2 separate regions of the Mus musculus genome follow, and region 2 is linked to region 1. Evidence: chromatin contacts called from public HiChIP or PLAC-seq data. All regions are on one chromosome and are shown on one strand. The core of a region is the stretch at or near the end of the contact, and the rest is flanking DNA. Distances in the headings are between cores, read along the strand shown.

Evidence for each region. HiChIP or PLAC-seq counts read pairs in DNA pulled down with a chosen protein or histone mark.
Region 2: a CTCF HiChIP or PLAC-seq map of the NIH/3T3 cell line shows a contact between it and region 1, with 15 read pairs. The contact joins two enhancer-like sites. A contact is called at or near these places in 7 of 39 promoter capture datasets (the 3T3-L1 cell line, 3T3-L1-derived adipocytes, the C10 cell line and 3 more), 1 of 15 datasets of contacts at CTCF or cohesin (the NIH/3T3 cell line), 2 of 484 Hi-C or Micro-C datasets (nephron progenitors and spermatogonial stem cells), 1 of 115 datasets of contacts at active chromatin or transcription factors (fibro-adipogenic progenitors) and 3 of 9 other capture datasets (adipose tissue, liver and pancreatic islet).

Annotation. Positions count from the first base shown.
Region 1 is chr15:80,759,833-80,765,126 of GRCm38.p6, forward strand. The region is part of intron 3 of Tnrc6b (trinucleotide repeat containing 6b); the gene reads left to right. Among named protein-coding and RNA genes, the nearest start is that of Tnrc6b, 51 kb to the left of the region's middle. Within about 2 kb of position 2,984, at least 44 of the 459 cell types and tissues checked have an H3K27ac peak or open chromatin away from gene starts, as enhancers often do. A contact at or near this core is called in the NIH/3T3 cell line, where this site is marked.
Region 2 is chr15:80,884,184-80,889,477 of GRCm38.p6, forward strand. Tnrc6b (trinucleotide repeat containing 6b) reads left to right here. Exons shown (of 25, transcript NM_144812.3): 10 at 24-199; 11 at 2,776-2,850; 12 at 3,647-3,692; 13 at 4,836-4,972. Among named protein-coding and RNA genes, the nearest start is that of Mir5113, 53 kb to the right of the region's middle. Within about 2 kb of position 2,783, at least 20 of the 459 cell types and tissues checked have an H3K27ac peak or open chromatin away from gene starts, as enhancers often do. A contact at or near this core is called in the NIH/3T3 cell line, where this site is marked.

The DNA.
Region 1 (5,294 bases), core at 1,734-4,233:
TGTCCGTGGATTAAACCCAAGGTCTAGCTTATGCTAGATAAATTCTCTACTTCTGAGCTATACTCTTATCCCTTTTTAAATTTGTATTTTGAGTCCGGCTCTGGCTAAGTTGCCTAGGCTGTGTGCATGGACTGACTTGGCAGCAAGTCTTGAATTCATGATCCTAAAGCCTCGGCCTCCGAAGCGACTGGGTAATGGTGATTCCTCCTTAGAATACCAGCATTGTAGTGTAAATTATACTGTGAAAATTGCATATACTTATGAAAGTTTGAAACTAACCAGAAATATAGAATGCAAATTTTGCTTTGTGGGATGGAAGGAAACATTGGCTTTCTTGGTTTTTAGTTATTTAATGACATAATAGTTCAAAATCAGATTTAAAATGAGAGAATACAGCTAGAGAACAGCAGCACATGCTTTTAATCTACTTGAGACACTGAGACAGGAGAATTGCCTTGAATTTGAGGCCAGCCTGGGCTATCAAATGAATAGCAATTCATCCAAGCCTACCTAGCAAGTCCTTGCCTCAAATTAACAAAAAGAGAAATTGGACTTTAACTTCATTGTCATCAGTCTTTTTAATTAAAAATATTATCTCCCTGTCTTGATTTTTTTTTATATAAAATCTTGTATTTGTAATGATTTTTGTTAATGTAAAACGTTATCACAGTACTATCTTACCTTAATTTTGGATATCTGTGAATAGAAGGCTTGGAGGATAAGTTGAACATACTCTGTATAATGTGGTTTTGAGCTAAGTCTATTTCCTTTTTTAATAATAACTTTTTAATGTTTTGCCTGCATGTGTATATGTGCACCCCTAGTGTACATGGAACCTAAGCATGTCAGGAGAGGGTGTGGAACCCCCCGGAACTGGAGTTAGATATGGTTGTGAACCACCGTGTCAGTGCTGGGAACCAATCCTGAGTTCTCTGCAAGAGCAGTGAGTGCTCTTAGTGACTGAGCCATCTTTCCAGTCGACAATAAATAATTCTTATTTGTATGTTGTAAGGTGATATAACAGAGAGTAGTTATTCTCAGGATGGTCACATTTTAAAGAGAGACAAATAAATGTCAAGGTACTAATTATAAACCACCGTGAGGACTATGAAGAACAGAAAATAATACAGAGAGTAAAAAGTGACTAGGAAGAAGAGCCGGGACGGTGGAGGACGGCCTCTGAGACAGATACTAGCTAAAGGACTAGGAGGCCAGCCACGTGAAAAGTGAGGAAGGCAGTGTTCTAGACAGAAGAGAGGGCTGAAGAGCCCCGCCTGTTCCAGGAATGATCAGGTGCCCAGGTGGCCCAGTGTGATAGCAGATTAGAAAAGGGCGTAGAGCCTGTGCTCCTCAAAGGCCACGTGTGGACCTGTTCTCTGGACTGGGCAGCCATTTACAGCTGTTTCCTCTGGGAAGAACAAAATAAATGAGTGTTTGAGCCATCAGCTTTACCCTCTGGAGACTGCTGGGGAGAGGTAGGAGAGGGATTGGAGCCCTGCGTGGTAGCTGTCAGGTGAGAGGGAAGCCCTTGTTCCTGTGACAGTGCTGGAGACAAAGGAAAGGCAGATTTGCAGTGTTTTAAAGTTAACTGGTTTCATCTTAGGAGGGCTTAAGGTCCTTTACATCACAAATCTACAGGAGAGTTTCCAGAAAGAGGGAGATGGCTCAGCTGGCAAAGTCCTTGCCATGCAAATACAAGGGACACACACAATTCTTTCTCCAAACCAGTGATGTGCTGGAATTATGGATACATTGGGTTTAGGTGGTACTGGAGATCAAACTGAGAGCTTCCTTCATGCTGGGCAAGCACCCTACAAATTGATATATATTTATAATTTTTTAAAGAAGTAATAAAGCTAGTCTGGTGGTTTACACCCGTAATTCCATCATCCTTAGGAGGCTGAGGTAGCATTGCAAGTTTGAGCTAGCCTGGACTATATAGAAAGTCCGTATCAATCTCAGCTACATAGCAAGACCTTGTCTCAGGGCACAAACAAAAATAGTGGTGGGAACATCACTGTGGACGATGCCTGCAGTCCAGTCCCTGCCTGTAAGCTTAGCACTGAAGGGGCTGATAACTTGCATCCAGAAGTTTGAGGCCAGCCTCACAAGAACCCATCTATTAAAACATCAGCAAATGACTTACTAAAGTGACAGGGCACGAGAAAACCTGTGAGAGATGGCTTTGCTGCAAATGCTCTGTGTTTGATAGGATGCTGTAATTTATAATAATAAAAATTATAAATAGACACAGATCAATTGTATCCACTAGTTTGTGAAGTAATAGTCATTGAATACGGGGATGGACGAGTTGAGGTATAGATGAGACAAAAAGAACAGATTCTGGACAAGTGTTGAAGCCTGGAGATGGCTGTGGAGAGGTTCATTCACATTTATTTTCTACATATATAACAATTCCTCTAATAAAACATTTTAAAAGCTTTGTACGTTTTTGTTTCTTTTTTTTAAAAAAAAGGTTTATTTTATTTGTATGAGTATTGTGCCTTCATTCATATACATGTACACCATGTGTGTGCCTGTTGCCATGGATCTCCTGGAACTGCAGTCACAGACAGTTGTACGCTGCGTGTGGGTGCTAGGAATGGAACTCTAGTGGAACATCCAGTGCTTCTAACCGCTGAACCATTTCTCCAGCTCCTGTTTCTGTTTCTTGAGACAGGGTCTCCTTAAGTCGTCCTGGCTGCCCTGGAACTTGCTCTATAGACCAGGTTGGTCTCAAACTCAGACTGCCTGCTTCTGCCTCCCGAGTGCCGGGATTAAAGACGTGCACTCCCACTGCCAACCAGCTCAAACACATTCTTTTTTTTAAGACTAGAGAAGACCATGATTGCTTGAGAAAAGAAAAGAATGAGTGGAAGGGTCGGAGTTGAAATATAAAACGGATTTACAAGGTTGATGGAAGCTAGGAACCAGTGAGTCGTGGGGTCTGAGCTCAGGCCAGCTCCTGTTCCCAAGGGCCAGGGAGGAAGAAGTTAGAGGACAGAGAGTGAGTCAGCTTCTCTTTGTATCATCTTAAAGATGGAGTCACTGATCTAGACAGTGGGCTGAATCATCGAGAACATGAATAACAAGATTTCCTCTTGAAGGGAAAGGTTTAGAGATGAAACTGTGGAGCAGACCTAAAAATATTAAAAATAAGAATGCTGGTTATTACATTTACAGGATACTGAGAGAACGTTAAATAGAAAACAAAGATGCTTCAGGGTGCCCTGGGGAAGGGCAGCTTCTTGGAGCATGATGTTCCTCATGAAGGGAATCTCTGTGCTTTTTCCTGGAGAGAAATGCTCACGTTCGGAGAGGATTAGAGATGATGTGTTTGTCCAGAGTTGGGAACTGTAGATTCTAATTTTTTTCTCTGCCAGAAAGAGATGAAGCAGGCAGTAACTTCCAAAATCCACAGTAGGTAAATGATAGATAATTCTAAAATTATATAAATATGTACTTTCCATTGTTGCTTTCTTACTACTTTTTGACTTTTAAAACTATTCTTATTATTGATGATGTGTGGACACACATGCCACACATTATACCTGTGGAGGTCAGAACACAACTTTATGTAGTCCGCTTTTTTATGGGTTCCTGGGGCTTCAACTCAAGTCATCAAGTTTATACAAAAAGCACGTTTGACTTGTCTCACCCACTCTATTATTACCCTTCCTTTCCTGTTGGTTTTTTGAGACAGGGTTTCTCTGTGTAGCCCTGACTGTCCAGGTACTGTCTGTTGACCAGGCTGGCCTTGAACTCAGAGATCCACCCGCCTCTGCCTCCAGAGCGCCACCCAGAGTGCCTGGGTTCCTTGCTTAGTTTTACTTTTGCCTTTTTCTTTCCTCTTCTCTCTCTCTCTCTATCAATTCAGCAAATATTTATTGATCATTGTTGTGTGCCAGGAACTGTCCAGGTGCTGACACAGAGTTGTTTATTATATTGTGATTTTTGTTTTCTTTTCTTTTGGTGATTGGTGTACTAGTGTTTTAAGTGGAAACAAGAATGTTAGTTTCACATTAGTTTAGGACTGTTGCCTAGCTTCACCCTGAATGGTCACTGGAATGCAATTTTATATGGCCAGTGAGTCTCAGAAATTTAGTGTATTTGCTTGTAGGGAAGTACATATTATAAATACTAAAGATATACACATCAACAGAGTTATCATTGCAAAACTCTAGAAGTCCCCTAAATATTTCTTTCAGAGGCACAGTGCTATTCCTTATTTTTTACCAAGGACCATTTCTTAGTTAATTTCCCCACTGTATATAAGAAAGAACACTGAATACATTCAACACAGTCACCACGAGTCGGTCTTTGTTCCACATTTGCAGAGGTTAAGCATGAGAATTGTGTACTGTAAGGTTTTATTGGCACATCCTGAAGGTAGGAGGTATGCACTTCATTCCTCATCCCCTTAGAGGCTCATGTGACCTACTTCATTTGACATTTATGTGCCTGTTGACCTGAAACACGTTTTATCTGTCACAGTGGCTCTCATTGGATGTAATGATCTTCTTTTCTGGTGCCTTGCCTTGCTACAGCAGAGTGGAGTTGTGTATTAACAGAGGATTAGCACTGTTGTACATTCACTGACATAGTTTAGATCTTAGCTGTTTGGTGTTATCCTTTCTTTCTTTTATTGAGATATTATCAAAAATGGTTTACTTCTATAGGCATCTAGTTAATTAGGTTTATAAGCACTTATTGGGTACTTAGGATTCACGGTGTCCTAGCTATAGGTGTAGCAAGTGAGGCATAGTGTTTGCACACTGGGGACTTGAGTCTACCTGAGAGTCAGATGTAGTCTGTGGTACTGTCATTAAATGCGTATCTACCTTAAAGCATTGTACTCTTCCTTAGAGGAAGCTTCACAGTGAAGAGGGAACGCGTGGACCGAGCTTTGAAGGAAGAATATTAGGTTTCTGGTTTACCCGATTGTGTGGAGGTGGGTAGAGACTGAGCAGTGTGATAAGTAGAAGAACCTGTGTGGATACTCCACTCTGAAGGATGCATCTAGTAACTTCCCATTCCTTTATCGTGGCTTCACATAGTAGAAAAACCTGGCAAGGGTCAGCCAGAGGATCAAGTTCAACATTATCAGTGCTGCCATGTTTCCATTATGTGCCGTTGATATAGTGTGAAGTAGCACTTCTTTCTTATGCCCACTGTCCTACTCTACTCAGAAAAATACAGCAGTGATCCCATTGTGAGGGCATTCTACAAAATTCCTGACTGCAGGTATCAAGAAAAATGAAAAGGTCTGAGAAACAGCCGAGAGGAGCCTAAGG
Region 2 (5,294 bases), core at 1,533-4,032, 120 kb after region 1:
ATCGATTCACTCTTTCCTTAAAGATTCCAAATCTATGCAAGACGGCTGGGGGGAGAGTGACGGACCAGTCACAGGAGCTCGCCATCCTAGCTGGGAAGAGGAGGATGACGGAGGAGTCTGGAACACCGCCGGCTCTCAGGGAAGCACTTCCTCCCACAACTCAGCAAGCTGGGGACAAGGAGGAAAGAAACAAATGAAGGTAGTGCTTTAGAAAGGCTTTACAAAGGCTTCAGTTTGCTTACTCAATCCTAGAAGGTAAAACTGGGACTTGGTTCATGGAGGAAATGAGGCAACTGGAGTCACCGAGTATTTCCTTATAAATTAATAACTACTTCCCTTGTGTCCCCTAATCTTCCTATCCCATGACCTTGAAATCCTGAACAATTAGAAGTGGCACTATGAGTAAAAGGAAATTTGTAAGGTAGAGGTAATTGAGTTTAGGTTTCCATGTTATAATTATTTTCAGCAGTTCCTGAGGCCTGCTTTTAAAATGCCTTATGCTTTTGATTCTAAGACAAAAAAAGTCCTATGGGCAAATCTCCACAAAAATGTAAAAAAGACACCAAATAGCTGGCTTTCCCAGTGGTCGTTAGTGGGTCTTGATTTTACCTGACTCATCCCAAGGCCCCGAGCCCTTCTCCCAGTAAACTGAAAGCCCCGTTTTCAGCACTGCTATAACTACATTCTTTCCTCACGTCCTGGGCCAGGCTGTGTCTTCCAGACAACTCACTTTCCCGTATAACAAGTTTCCTCTTGGAATGTTGTGGTTTATTACTTATTTTACAGTCCAGGGGATGGAGCCCAGAACACTGAGAATGCTAGGCAAGCACTCTGCTGCTGCTGCTGCTGCTGCTGCTGCTGCTGCTGCTGCTACATAGGACCACTAGTTCTTCATCTGTAGCCATGATGTGTGTACCTGAGCCACCACTGTCTTGACAGATGCTGCTGCTGTTCTTCCTCCTCTTCTTCTCTCTCTCTCTCTTTCTCTCTCTCTCTCTCTCTCACACACACACACACACACACACACACACATTACAGAGTAGAAAAAAGGAAGATACACCTGTATGCTTCATTTTAACCTGAAAAACCTGCCCTATGAAATGCTTTCTAATCCTCCCAGGCTTTGGATTCCTGAAACTCTCTCACAAGACCATCCCCTGACCATCACCCTGGTCCTGAAGCTGTGGGTTTCAAGGCCCTGATTTCTTCTGTAGGATAGAACAGTTGCTTTCTGTGGAGACATTGGTTGAAGGAGCTCTTCCTGGGTTTCCCCTTCCCTAATGACTTCCTTCCTCCACTCTAGCAACTAAAGAAGTCTCACTACACTGCTCAGCGTCTTGGTACTCTAATGGTGTCTGGCCTGCTTTGGCAATCTTTTGGTCATTTACAAATTAGCAGTGGATCGAAATTAATTGAGTAAAAGATCCTAATTGAATCCTCCCAACTCAAATGGCAACCAAGATTTGCTTAATTGGAAGTTGAATATTTCAATTCCGATACCAGTGGTTCTGACCTTCAGTACTAAGGACTTCATTTTTTTGTTGGTGGTGGTGGTGGTGTTTTTTTTGTTTTTTGTTTTTTTGAGACAGAGTTTCTCTGTGTAGCCCTGGCTGTCCTGGAGCTCACTTTGTAGACCAGGCTGGCCTCGAACTCAGAAATCCACCTGTCTCTGCCTCCCGAGTGCTGGGATTAAAGGTGTGCGCCACCACACCCAGCCTAGGACTTTTTTTAATGTGATAAAATACACAAAATGTAAAAATTGTCATCTTAACCATTTTTCAATATGCAGGTCAGTGCCACTGAGTGTGCTCACATGCAGTTTGTTTTCTTCTAACGCTGAAAGCTCTGCACTAATAAACTCACTATCTCTCATGCTTGCCAGGACTCTTCTTTAATCTTAATAAAATATATATCTATCACCATAATATATAATTAATTATTAATTTATATATTATATAATTAAAAGGTTATTTATAATTATATATTGTATCTAACATGATATAATATGCAATGTTGTAATATATAGATATATTTGTATATAAGTATATAATATTATATACACTTATTTATGGAGCAAGCTGGTTGTGGTGGCTCATATCTGTAATCACAACCCTCGAAGACAAAAGGCAAAAGGATCAAGAGTTCAAGATATTCTAGGCTTTAGTGAGTGAGGACATCCTGTCTCAACTAACACCAACAATAATAATAAGTATGACATATCATAGCACATGGAATGTTTACCTATAGAATGTGCAGGCCCACAAAGCTCATCCCCCATCCCATTAATCCCTGCCTTCCACTGTGCCAGAGCTCAAGGATAGTGGCTTCCTCCAGGCCTCTTTCTCACTGAGAACTGATGGCCTCCATGCTGTGAACCATATGAAGAGCTCTCTGGATGCATTCCACATTGCCCCCACACAGAGTGATGTTGTGTTCAAACAGGCTCCTTTCCAAACAACATGCACCAGTAGCAATTCTTTCCCTGTTACAAGCCTGCTGGGGTCACAGAAGAGCATCCTACGGGAGGTGGCAGTGGCAGTATGTAGACATCTTACACAGTCTGATACCACTTCTTTGCATGTAAAAAGTAAACTTTGTTTTTCCACTTCACTATGATAAGTAGGAGTAAAAGCATGACTGGACCTAGGGCTTACTAGTCATTTAAAGCTATCAGGTTCAGGAAGGTGAACTCTCAGCTTTGCATTTTCAGTGTGGTTTATAGTTTGGGAGGTTGTGATGAGCTCTGTGACTGAGGTCATGTGTTTCATTCTGTAGTGCTCACTAAAAGGAGGAAACAATGATTCATGGATGAATCCTCTTGCCAAACAGTTTTCAAATATGGGATTGCTGGTAAGTTTCATTTTTCTTCATGTATAAACATAATCTCAAATTTCAGGCATAGTAAGTACACATGTACAGTACAAAATTACAGATTTAAATATGGGTTAAACAGTGTTCTTGGCCCTCTGAGCTAAACAGTATTTCTATTTTATTAAGTGATATATACCAACATTAAAAGTGAATTGTCTTTGTATCTTTTCTCTTGGAAAGGTGGAAACAACAAAGACACTTAAATGGACACTTGTTACTAGTGTCTGCACATCATTTTTAAAAATAAAAATAATCAGAATCACTATACTGGGATTCATTATGTAGAGAAAAATGTGTGCTGTGTCTTTACTTTCCTTATCTCTTGGGAACACTGTGAAGACATCTGGTCATGGTTGTCAAAAGACAAATGATTTGACTACACAGTTTAAGATTTGCTCACTGACACGTCATAAGAAGATATTATCACCATTTAGCTACAACTTGTGGAGTTTGACTATGCATACTTAAGAAGCAGTTTATTTCTCCAGGCAGCTGTTGAACTTGTCCTCTGTCCATAGCTGTACTGATGTTGCTTACATGTGTAATTGACATGTGTAATTACATGTGTTAGACACTTAATTAAGCCTTGATGGCCATCAAATTGTGATTGCAAAAATGTTACAGCCTTCACTCCAGTTTCAAGGTCACGGCAGAGGCTCTTGTGGAGTGCCTATGGTCATGAGGCTCTCACATGAGCAGGAGCGCCTCTTCTCTGATGTACAACGTGTATCCTCCCTTAATCCTTACTCACTTGTGTTTGCTTTGTTTTGTTCAGAGTCAAACTGAGGATAACCCAAGCAGCAAAATGGATTTGTCTGTAGGTATGTGTCTCTACAAACAGGAGGGGAACGTGTTCACGGCTCTGCCAGGCCCTTGGCATCTCCTGCCCTGCTTGGGTTGAGGCAGATTGATAGACATGCTTGATGCTAACTGCTTTATTTTATATCAGATTTCATGCACTAAAGCAGTATAGAGGTTGAAAATTCAAATGACTGAAGTTCCAGGAGAATGTGAAGGAATGTTAAATGCTAGGTTTAACTGTGAGGAGGGTATGTCCACCTCAGAAGCCAACCTTATTCTACTACATGAAAAGTGCAAACTTCACTGCACCATCCCTTATTAGCATCCAGATTTTTTTCCCAAGTACTGGGAGCTAGATTCAGATTATTTTAATATGTCTGTGATACTAGTAAACTAGACCATCAGATTGACTCTCTGTACCCCAAGGTTTTCATCTTTGTCATACTTTTCCGTTGTGACCAGAGCAAATGCAGGGGTCAGCCCATCGTCTGTGAGATTTTTCTCAGGAATGCTTTTGCTCACCCCGAGGAACATAAGAGGAATCAAACTAAGAGTAAGAGGGAACAATCTGGATAGCAGTGGTACTGTGTAGTTTGAGCTGCAACCCAGTTGTGTCATCATATAGCAGATTTATAGGGCTAAGGAAAGGGAGGAGGAGGAAGTCTGCATCACACATGCAGATGAAGCTTGAGCAAGTACTGTAGAAATGTTCAACTGTGTTAAAGTCTTAAGCTTTACATTTTTAGGCAACAGGAGTGCCTCTGATCTTTCTATTCCCCATAATTGCTTTAAAACTCTAACAATGTCTCTAACAAGTGCTAACATAACAAAACAGACTGGTCTCTCACTGAGAAGATTTGACTTTATGAACAAGATGTATTCTCACCCAGCACGTCAATTTTAACCTAAATATTGGCTTAATCAATTTGGCTTCAAGTCTCTCAAGTGTTCCATGGTAGACAAGCTACAGCAGATACATATTTAATTTTTGAAAAACGGTTCAGGAACAGAGCAAGCACCCTGAGCCAGTGAGAATTCTTCCTAGGCTCATTCCAAAGAGTAGAGAGGCTTTGTCCCCGGGTCCCTAGAGAACAGACGGGCCAGGCTACACGTGGCTCTTGAGGGGACATTGATTCCTGACATTTTTATTTATGTCCTTTCAGATAAGAAATTTGATGTGGACAAGAGAACAATGAATCTCGGGGATTTTAATGATATCATGAGGAAGGATCGACCTGGGTTCCGTCCACCTAATTCCAAAGACTTGGGAACCACAGACAGTGGGCCTTATTTTGAGAAGGTGAGTTGAATGCTTTGTTTCAAATAGTCGTTTATGAGAGTCACTGTGTTCTTAATTTGTCTGTGGTAGCAGCTAATTCTAGAGAAAGCATAAACTTACAAACTCAGAGTAAAACATGAATATCCCCTATATTAATGTGGTGACAGGAAAGTAACTGACGTCAACAGGTGATTGGGCAGGAACGAGAGCCATCTGTCCTTAATGTTTTTGTGATGGAGCTCTAAGTTTTGAGGGAGATCATGGGCATGTAGAACATGGAGAAGAAACTTTAGAGATAAGTTTACTCTTCAGTCTTCTTGTTCCTGCCGCTTTGTCAGCTACA